2 separate regions of the Mus musculus genome follow, and region 2 is linked to region 1. The links are chromatin contacts, called in public promoter capture Hi-C maps. All regions are on one chromosome and are shown on one strand. The core of a region is the stretch at or near the end of the contact, and the rest is flanking DNA. Distances in the headings are between cores, read along the strand shown. Region 1 holds the start of Gabbr2 (gamma-aminobutyric acid (GABA) B receptor, 2). Region 2 overlaps Gabbr2 (gamma-aminobutyric acid (GABA) B receptor, 2).

Region 1 (4,978 bases), core at 1,195-3,694:
AGTAATAAGAACAACGGCTGCTCCAGCCATGGCCACCTCCCCTGCTTCTACCCTGACTCTTGCCATGAACTGAGCATAATGGCTGGTGTGCCTGCCTCTGCCCTTTCCTGGGCCTAATGGATCTTTATTCAGCTGCCAGAGTAGCCTGGTCCAGTGGCTCAGACCGTGGCAGTGTGCTGTGGCTCTCCATTCCGCCAGTGCAGCCAATGTCCTCCCAGCACCGGGGCCCTGGATGATCACTCTGGTTTTGATCTTGGCTCATACTGCTCTTTCCCTCATTCACTCATTTCCCTCAGCCACCCTGGCCCCTGACTGTCCTCAAGCCTACCGTTCTCCCTCCTGCTCCTTGTCCTGGGCCCTTTCCTCTCATGGGACACTGTCTTTCTGTCTTAGCTCCCTTAAGCCTCTGCTAAGGAGTCACTGTAGTGAGCACTTCCCAGACTCCCTGTTTTGCATCTTAGCCTGACCTCACCTGTCTCAGTTCTCTTTCCTGATGTATTGACCTCCAATGGGTTTTCCCTCACATCGGAACCCTGAAATGCAGTTCTTCCTAAATACTGTCTCTTTTCTCAACCAGAACAGCAACTCAACAGGGACAATGGCTGGAGTTGCTTTCTTCAGTTCCTTACCTTCCTGGCAAACATGGAGGAGAGTCTCCTAAGTAGAATATAGCTAAGTGGAATGGCTAGTAGCTGAAAGCAGCCCAGCTCCACCTATACAAGAGCAGGGATTCCTGGCTAGTGATTGAGGCAGGCAGGGACTCAGAACTAGGAAAAACACCAAGGTTCCAGTTACCCACAGTGGAACTCAAGATCAGGGCAGAAACTGGGAGCCAGAATGCCCAGACAAGCAAAGTGAGGCATGAGGTCAGAGTCTGGCCTGGAGCCAAGCTGGTGGGCAGGGAGATGGGTCTCCTCCTGTCAGTGAGACATCTTCTAGAATGTCTGGGGTGACTATTACCTCTAGACTATTTTTTTGGCTGGAAGATGGGGGTGCTTGGATGAGCTGTGCTCTTGTACAAAACCTTCAGCCGAGAGGGGAGGAATTATAGCCGCCTAGAAAGTGGCTATGCGGGCAGGCGCCCTGGCTGATTTGGCCTCAGGGTCTCTGGAGCTGTCCAAGGTACTGCCGTCCTCAATTCAGCCTGGGCTCTATCTTCCAGGTTTCCTCCGGGTTTCCTGCCCAGCTCCAAATATGCAGACTCCATTTAGATGACCCATTACAAACTGTGTGGAGGAACGGGATCTAGAGCTACTGAGAGCACCGTGGCCTCCATGTCCTCCTTTTGGAAGGGCTTTCCAATATCAGGGGTGCATAAGAGTCCTTTGTGGCTGTGCATTCTGCTTCCCCTGTATTAGCTGTATATTATCGATCAGTGTATTCTTCTGTAAAACGGGAATGATAGACCCACTGTACTAAGCGTATACGGCTGTTTTGAGGATACATCAGATATGTCAGGTAGCAAGCAGTTAGTGAAGGTTAAATTCCCACCCTTGTTACAAGGTCGTGCTTTTGGTCCACAATGCTTGGATGGGCTGTTTTATAATGTAATGTAATGTATCCTTGTACTAGTCAGGCTTTGGGATGTTGTAGGTTAGTGCTCACAAGTGCCATGATTCACAGGGAGGCACAGAGGGGTTACTCAGGTTCATCTTGTCCAGGACTACTTTGCCTGGGGTTATCCAGTGTGTTTATACCACCTGGGAGACAGAATGAGCCAAGTCCAGGCTGTGCTTCTTGGGACTGAAGACAGGGTTCCCACCCAGGGGAGAATTTTAAGGCGGGGCCCTCTGGGACTGGGGACACCGGGAGGTCAAACGCCTGGAGGAGGCGGTAGTACTCATAGGTCTCCTATCCCAGCCCTGACCTGGGCTTGGCAAAGGACTCCAGACTGGATCAAGGGTCCCAGGTTCCCTGGTAGCTGGCACAGGAGAGCGCAGGCTGCTGGTGCCCCTAGGACACCTTTGTAGAACGTTCGTTTCCTCGACTCGCCCGCCCAGACCTGGGAGAAGCAGTACCCAACCACCTTGCAGGTGCTACAGGAAGCGCAAGGCGAGGCGCCCGCGTCCCCCGCGCATAGCAGCTTCGATTCCCCCGAACGTGGGGCTCTGGAGCTCAGTCCCCGGCGGCGGGGTCAGCCGGCCGCAGCAGCCGGCGCGGCGCAGCGCCCGGGGCGCGAGTGTGCGTGTGCCGGGAGCACGGCCCTCCCCGCGGCAGCCGCAGCGCCGGCGCCTCCCCCTCCCCCGGCGCGCACGGCCCGTCCCTGTCCCCGGAGGCGGCCCGAGCCGCCGCTCAGCAGCCTTGCCTTCGCCTCCCGAGCCTCCTGCCGCCCTCCCTCCCCTGGCCGGGCTCCAGGGTCCGACGTCCCGCGGCTCCGAGCAGGAAAGAGCTGCGATCGCGCACGGAGGCGGGAGGAGGCGGCCGGGTGCGGGGCGGCCGCGCTGGAGAGAGGCGCGCGGAGACTCGGCCCCCTCGGCGCTCGCTCGCTCGCTCGCTCGTTGGCTCCCCGCCTCCCGCACTCCGCTGGCTCCCACCCCTTCCCGGCGTGATTGATCCGTCACGGGCGCCGCCGCCGCCGCCGCGGCCGTTCTGAGCGAGCAGAAGCCGGAGCCGAGCCGGGGCCCGTGCCGGCGCCATTGCGCGGGAGCCGCGGGCAGAGCTCGGCGCCGGGCGGCGGGCCGGGCCAGGCCATGCGGGCCGAGTGAGCTGGCGCCCGCAGCCCGCGGCGCGGCATGGCTTCCCCGCCGAGCTCCGGGCAGCCCCGGCCGCCGCCGCCACCGCCGCCGCCCGCGCGCCTGCTGCTGCCCCTGCTGCTGTCGTTGCTGCTGTCGTTGGCTCCCGGGGCCTGGGGCTGGGCGCGGGGCGCCCCCCGGCCGCCGCCCAGCAGCCCGCCGCTCTCCATCATGGGCCTCATGCCGCTCACCAAGGAGGTGGCCAAGGGCAGCATCGGGCGCGGCGTGCTCCCCGCCGTGGAGCTAGCCATCGAGCAGATCCGCAACGAGTCACTCCTGCGCCCCTACTTCCTGGACCTGCGACTCTACGACACCGAGGTAAGTGTCCAGTGACCCATGCCGTCGAGGCTGGGGGCGTCGAGGAGGGACAGAGCCGTGATTGTCTCCTCCTCGCTGGCTGACCGCGTACTGGGTCCATCAGGGTCTCACTGGGCTTGGCTGGAGCAGGTGGGACCCTGATCTGTGAGCACCTTCCACCTCTGTGTGGGTGTGGAATGGGGGTCTCCTTTGACCAGAGGAGGAGTTAGAGATGTGAGAGGTTGGACTCCCAGAGGCCTGCGCCGGTTGCCCCTGTCCGGTGCTGCTCCTAGGGTTGTCAGGTGCCAAGTAAGAGGAACACGCACACTGATTACAAACTGGGCCAGCCACAGCTGGACAGGCTATGGGGCCTATTCCCAGACCCTAAAAATTCCAAGCCGCCCTTTTAGGGCTAGAGGGCTCCAGGACCCTCGGGGGCCAAGCTTCGGGCAGGACCGATCCTGTGGTGCACTTCTGCAGCTCAGGGCTCGCGCGCGCCACGGTCAGCCTCGGAGCCCGGAGGGTTCTGCAGCGCTGCTGCCTGGATCTGTCCAGCGCTGGCAGTAGCTGGAGCAGTTTTGGGAGACTCCCCTTCCCCCTCTCCCCGCCTTGGGTTAGTTGCTCATAGAGTGGCTTGACAGGTCTAGCCCGGGACGTGTGGTGGTGTCCGATCGCGCTTCCACTTTTGTTCAGCAGCTGCTAACACCGCTGAGCAGGTGCACACTTGAGGCGTTCGTGTCGTGGGAGCCTAGACTTGGAGTGTGGCAGAGGGTTCCCCTCTGGCCTTCTTTTCTGAGCAGAGCTGGAGAACCAAGACCTTTCCATCCCAAACCCCGATCTCACGCCCTCATGTCTAGGTTTCCAAGGAGCCTCAGCTCAGACCCTGACTGCCCACTCTGAGGCTAGGACGAAGAGAGGGCCTGGAAGAGCGATCAGGAATAAGGACGGGTTTGCGAGTTTTTCCGGACCCAGGGAGCCCCTACTCTCCGGTCCGCAGCCTCGAGAGATAAGATTCGGCCTGAAGGGGGCAGTGATTTCCTTTACTGAGAGCTCTGTTGGCGCCTCTTGCATCTCTCCCAGCAAAGCCAGGGCGAGCTCTGGACCCTTGCTTCCCGGGCTCCCCCAGCGCACCTTTGCTGGAGCTCCCGGGCAGACTCCTCAAGAAAGGAGCATCCCCCTGGTGGTGTAACCTGGGCTTGGCTTCTTCCCCTGCCTGACCCCTTTTTTATACCCCCTCCCGGAAAAGAGCATAATGTAGATTGTATCTCATTCCCCGCCTCCCCCGCTTCACCAGTGAAGCAGCCTGCTGTTCTGCTCTGTAAATAAAAGGTGAAGGAATTGGTGGCAGTTGGTAACGGTGAGCTCAGGTTGCTGCAGGCAGAGAGGCTCCTCTGCCTCGGGAAGAGGCACACTGGGTGGCTGTACAGGGCTAACCGTGTGTGAAATCACTTTCGATTGACGTTCCTGACGACCTCCTTTTTTCTCCCTCCCCCCTCAGTGTTTCAAGTTCTTTAGGGGTACCTGTCTGGCACAAGCACATTGAGATGGGTATGCATTTATGCAGAGGCATATATCCTTGGCACACTTTCATGTGGCTTCCACCCATATTCTGGAAGGGACAGGGACAGGGACAGGCCGGTTCTTAGAAGACAAAAGCAATTGTAGACAGGGCTGCCCTGTATACATCTTCACTATGTCTTGTAAAACCTTTTCGAATGCTTCCTGAGAAGTTTCTCATTAGTCCATTTGTGGTAGCAGAGGGATGGGCGCTTGGTTGCAGGGTGTGGGCCAACGCTTTTACATTTTTTTTCTCAAGTGTGTCTTGGTGGCTTTCTGAGTGAGAGGACCCAAAGTCAAGAGGATGAGGCAGTCAGAGGAGCTTTGGTTGGTGGGAATATTTCAGGCACAGCACTGGGTTTCCCTCTAATGTCAACTGTACCTGATCTGGG
Region 2 (4,978 bases), core at 1,769-4,268, 97 kb after region 1:
GTGGCTCTGGAGACTGAAAATGCCTGGGCTGCTTGTTGCAACTTCATTCTTGACACCTTTATCCCCAGGCTCCCAGGGAATCTGAGTGAGTACGTGGATACCCGCTCCAAGTCCGCTCCTCTTCAGCTATCTTCACGATGCTGAATGTGATATAAGCTCTAGACCTTGTATCTCTGAGTCTGTAGAGCGAGGACTTGGGAAGTGACATGATGTGGTGATGTGAGCAGGGTTTGGCACAGCACACAGCAAGCCTTGGGAATGGTGAGCTGTCATGATCCACAAATGTGTCATCGGTCCTTGTGTGCTGTCCCCAGCATGACCTTTGTGACCACCAAGTGCCTCATTTAAGGATTAGATTTGGTGCTCCATTAGTGTTTGTGGAACCCAGCACCTCTGTGAATGCATGTGGATGCATATGATGGTGCTGAGGTAGACTGTCCTGAATCCTGGGCCCATAGGATTGTTGTGTAGTCTCAGACACGACAGAATCCTTGGGTTTGCTGGCAGAACATTGTGCCATTTGGCACAGTTGGCTCCATGAGCCCTTCTTGACTGAATCTTCCTTGGATGTAGTTCATAGGCATGCATGGAGGGTGGCCCCACTCTGCTTGTAGTTGGGAAGGCAAGTCAGTTCCAGGCAACATGGTATGTCCCACTTTCCCACGGAGGGCTTGCATATACCTCCTTTATAGGCTTTGAGGAAATGATCTACAGGTGCCCACACATGTCTTGCGCAGGGTGCCTAGGGAGACATCCCTCCTATTGCTTGCTGTCTCATAAGGGAAGCAGATCTCAGGAGAACACAAGACCTCTCAGCCTGGAGGACAGTGGTGGATGGAGACTGTGCCTTGCGATATGCACACAAGGATGGTGACAGCTGGCGGCAGGGTCAGCAAGCCTGGTTGTCATGCCAACAGATTGTCCTGAAATTGCAAGCAATAGCAAGGGGTGGGTCCCGTATGGTCCAGTCGTGACCACTCTGCCCTTTCCTTCCATGTTCCTTCTGAAACTGGTCCAGGCTTTTAGTGGAATGAAATGAGAGGCTTGGTGCTGATGGTGGCCCTCTCATCTTTTGGATTGATCGGCCCTGTACAGATGTGAGGTGTGAGGGAACATAGTGAGCCCACACCCCACAGCCCAACAGTGATTCCTCCTTTCCCCTATGGGGCCTGTGTAGTTGACACTTACTTAGCGTCTGTAAGAGGTGCTGAGGTCCTGAGGCCATCCTTGGAAGAGCCTGCCATCTTTAGATATTCCCAAGGTATAGATTGCCCACACGTGTTGAGTAAATGAACTCTTTTAACCCTCATACTAACCCTTTGAGGTAGACATTTATGATTCTTGAGGTGGCCTGGCACTGAAGCAGGGAGACTCAAGGGTCTGACAAGCTTGTCCATTTGGGGGATTTGCACTTGAGACTTGGTTTAGAGCCTGGTCCTTCACCTTTATGTGTGAGGGAGATGGGATGAAGTTTGCTGTGCTGTGTTCTTTTGGCTCCCCACCTCGGGATTGTTCAGGGCCAGACACAGGAGGTCACCTGACTCAGAAAGACTAGAGAAAGAGCAAATACAGACTCAACCAGCTGCTGTGGCAGAAGTCAGATGCCCTCATAGGAGTTTGAGGACCTGGGGCTGAGAAAGACATGTTTGGGAGAGCCCACCCATGCCAGAAGACTGGAGCATGCCTGTGGCCTGCTGTGTGGGCTCCGGGCAACCGCTTCCTTCTCAATGCAAGCTTTCCCATCAGCTCAGCCTTCAAGGCTCCTTCTCAGGTTCGGCCCACAGGAAAGCAGTCCATTTCGCTTGCCTGCGTAAAGTGAGTTGGTTCTATCTTCATTTCTCTTTACTGCTAGGTCAACGTCTGCTTAGAGAAATGCTCTCCTGACCTGGAGGAGAAGAAGAGTTATGTCTGCACTCCGGCCCCAGGCGATGGGGAGGAGCTGCTCTCTGCCCATCCCTCAGGCTGGGAGACAGGCCCCGTGGCTTGTGTTTGATGAACTGTGGTGAAACATACACAAAATTCACCATTCCAGCTATTTTTTTAAGTGTAAATCCAGTGGCATTTCATCATGCCCTTGTGTCTCTGTCATTGGCATCTGCCCCCTCAACTTATCATCTTCCCACCCTGAAACCCCGTTCTGGCAGGTGTCTTGATCAGTGGCCTGTGGGCCCCACACAGCCCAGAATAGCTTCAAACCTATCCCAATTCAAACCCACAAACTTACTTCAAACAATACAAGGTGTGTGTGTGTGTGTGTGTGTGTGTATGTGTGTGTGTGTGTGTGTGTGTGTGTGTGTGTGTGTGTGTGTGTTTGGAGTCTGGTAACCTAAGTGTGTGGCTCTCCAACATCAACTTTACCGATGATGGCTTTGTGTCCTAGCATCGGCAGGTTGTATAGGTCTGCAAGAGAAACTCCAGCTCTAGCTCCCATTTCCCTGCTGTTGCCAGGACTCTAATGGCCAGACACAAGTGGACTTAGACAGACCTTCCTTTTTGTATCTGTCTTATTCCACTTCCTGCTTGCCCTCCCCCTTCTATTAAATTGCAAGAATTTCCAAATTTTTTGAGGCTCAAGGGTAGATCCGTTAAACCTAAGGAGAAAACCAAGCAACAGTCTCAGAGTGAAGTTGCTACTTGGGGAAGCACTATCTATCTTTCTCAGCAAGAAAAATGAGAAAATCCTGGAGTGCCTGCCTTTCTCCTTGGAGGAAGTCCCGGGAGACCGTGGCAGGTGTTTATGGGGCAGTAAAGACTGAATCTCCTTGATCTTGGACTTTCCAGACTCATAACTGGAAAATAAGTGTCTGCTGTCCATATGCCACCCAGCCCATGGTATTTTGTCCCAGTGCCTAAATGGACAAAGACAGTACATTATCCTCTGACTACTCCTTGGCTCCTCTTCTCCCCGTGCACTTGGGCTCTGACGTCTTCCCTCTGTTTGCCCAAAGCCTGGCAGAGCTCGGCTGGAAGGAGATGTTCTGCCGATGCCTAATTCATCAAACTGAACAAACATGGCACTGGTGGCTGGCTGAGGCTGCCGGGCTGGCCGCACACAGCCCCCCAGTGGCTAGGCCTTCTGCCCTTGTCAGCTTCCCGCCATGGTGACGAAATGCTGGACGTGGACTACTTATGAAATGGAGAAGTGTTTCTAGCTCATAGTCTTTTGAGTCTCAAAGTCCAAGTTCATTCATGCATTAGGAACACTGGTGTGTGCCCTCTGGTGAAAGGAGAAAATGGCAGCACACTGAGATGACAGCATACTTAGGAATAAAGGGTCCCCCTTCAGATCTGAGCAGAGATCAGGGTGACCCAAAACCTGTTTGTTGTTTGTTTGTTTTTTTACCAATTCTTGCATTAGTTAATTTGCTCGCTTCTGTGATCAAATTCCTGTCTAAAGCAACTTAAGGGATGGCTAGCTTATTATTGTTTGTGATTTGAGGGGGCATAATCCATCCTGGTTGGGGGCAGTGGCAGGGGTGTGAGGTGGCTGGTCATGGAGCATCCCAAGTCAGTATGCTGGTTTGTTTTTGTCAACTTGAAACATATCTAGAAATATCTGGGGAAAGAGAATCTCAATAGAGGAATTGTTTTCATTTTACATGATAATGATACCTAAAATTAATGACTGATGTGTCCAGCCCATGGTGGGCCACTGCTGGCCCTGGACAGGTGATCTTGAGTTGTATAAGAAAGTAGGCTGAAGCCGGGTAATGGTGGCACACGCCTTTAATCCCAGCACTTGGGAGGCAGAGGCAGGCGGATTCCTGAGTTCAAGGCCAGCCTGGTCTACAGAGTGAGTTCCAGGACAGCCAAGGCTACACAGAGAAACCCTATCTCAAAAAAAAAAAAAAACAAAAAACAAAAAGAAAGAAAGAAAGAGAGAGAGAGAGAGAGAGAGAGAGAGAGAGAGAGAGAGAGAGAGGGAGGGAGGGAGGGAGGGAGGGAGGGAGGGAGGGAGGGAGAGGGGAGGGAGGGAGGGAGGGTATATATATATATACATATATATATATATAGAGAGAGAGAGAGAGGAAGAAAGAGAGAGAGAAAGCAAGCAGGCAGAGCATGCCGTGGAGAACTTTAAAGATGTAAGTCGCATTGCTCTATGGTCTCTGCTTTAGTTCCTGCCTTGAGTTCCTGTCGTGAGCTCTTGCCTTGGCTTCCCACCACGATGGGCTGTATGCTGTAAGCCAAAGAAACCCTTTCCTTCCCAAGTTGCTTTTGGTCGGTGTTTGAACATGACAATAGAGAAGCAAACTGGTGTATTCGGGAAGCAGAATGCTGGTCCTCATATGACTTTCTCCTTTTTGTTTAGTCCAGGGGCTCAGCCCTTGAAATGGTGCTGGGGCCTTTCCACCTCCTCTACCCAGCCTAGGAAAACACTCACAAGTGTGCCAATAGGATTGTTTCCCTGGTGACCCAACAAGCAATATCAAACATCACAATCTCCTTGTGAGGGACACCAAAAAGCGTCCCCAAAACTAAGAGTACACTCAGTTACTCAAGGACCTCCCGTAAGACCCCACTTCCCAGAGGTTCCAGAGAACCTCTGAGCTCCATCCCTTTGGTGACTAAGACTTCGGTTATGTTCCTTGTGGAATACTCCTCTCCCCCATACCCCGCAACATCCCAGCATTCCTTGTTTGTCTTCACCAAATGGAAATAGAGGAATATGCAACCTAGGCCAGAATTTAGACAGCCAGCCCAGGGCCTGCATCTCCCCTGCCTTCCTGAAGCTGCTACCCTTGAAGAATCACTGGTCACCTGTCAAACGTCTGCCACAGGACTATACCCCTAATCTCAAACAATCCCGTGTCTAGAGTCCTCCCACCTCTCCCAGTAGAGTTGTTCCTGTCTATTCACTGTTGGTGTAGCTAGCTGGAAACTTCCCTGCCTTCATTCCTCCGCAGGAGGTGTGGGGTGCCCTAAGTTAAGTGTTCAGCCTTCTCAGGCAATGTTTTGTGGGCTTCAGGACCCCTTA

The links. Promoter capture Hi-C pulls out the DNA fragments that hold promoters and counts their contacts.
Region 2: a contact with region 1 is called in a promoter capture Hi-C map of liver, with 5 times the contacts expected there. The contact joins the enhancer-like site here to the promoter of Gabbr2 in region 1. A contact is called at or near these places in 6 of 39 promoter capture datasets (the 3T3-L1 cell line, embryonic stem cells, hippocampal neurons and 2 more), 9 of 484 Hi-C or Micro-C datasets (the G1E-ER4 cell line, cerebellar granule neurons, cerebral cortex and 3 more), 9 of 115 datasets of contacts at active chromatin or transcription factors (bone marrow-derived macrophages, embryonic forebrain, embryonic stem cells and 4 more) and 2 of 9 other capture datasets (adipose tissue and pancreatic islet).

What each region holds. Positions count from the first base shown.
Region 1 is chr4:46,989,180-46,994,157 of GRCm38.p6, reverse strand. It overlaps Gabbr2 (gamma-aminobutyric acid (GABA) B receptor, 2), which reads left to right and starts at 2,444. Exons shown (of 19, transcript NM_001081141.2): 1 at 2,444-3,050. The coding sequence starts at 2,733.
Region 2 is chr4:46,892,436-46,897,413 of GRCm38.p6, reverse strand. The region is part of intron 1 of Gabbr2 (gamma-aminobutyric acid (GABA) B receptor, 2); the gene reads left to right. It overlaps Gm32135 (a long non-coding RNA gene), which reads right to left. Exons shown (of 3, transcript XR_881234.3): 3 at 1-1,885. Among named protein-coding and RNA genes, the nearest start is that of Gm32135, 13 kb to the right of the region's middle. Within about 2 kb of position 3,018, at least 13 of the 459 cell types and tissues checked have an H3K27ac peak or open chromatin away from gene starts, as enhancers often do. A contact at or near this core is called in cerebellar granule neurons, hepatocytes, liver and 1 more, where this site is marked.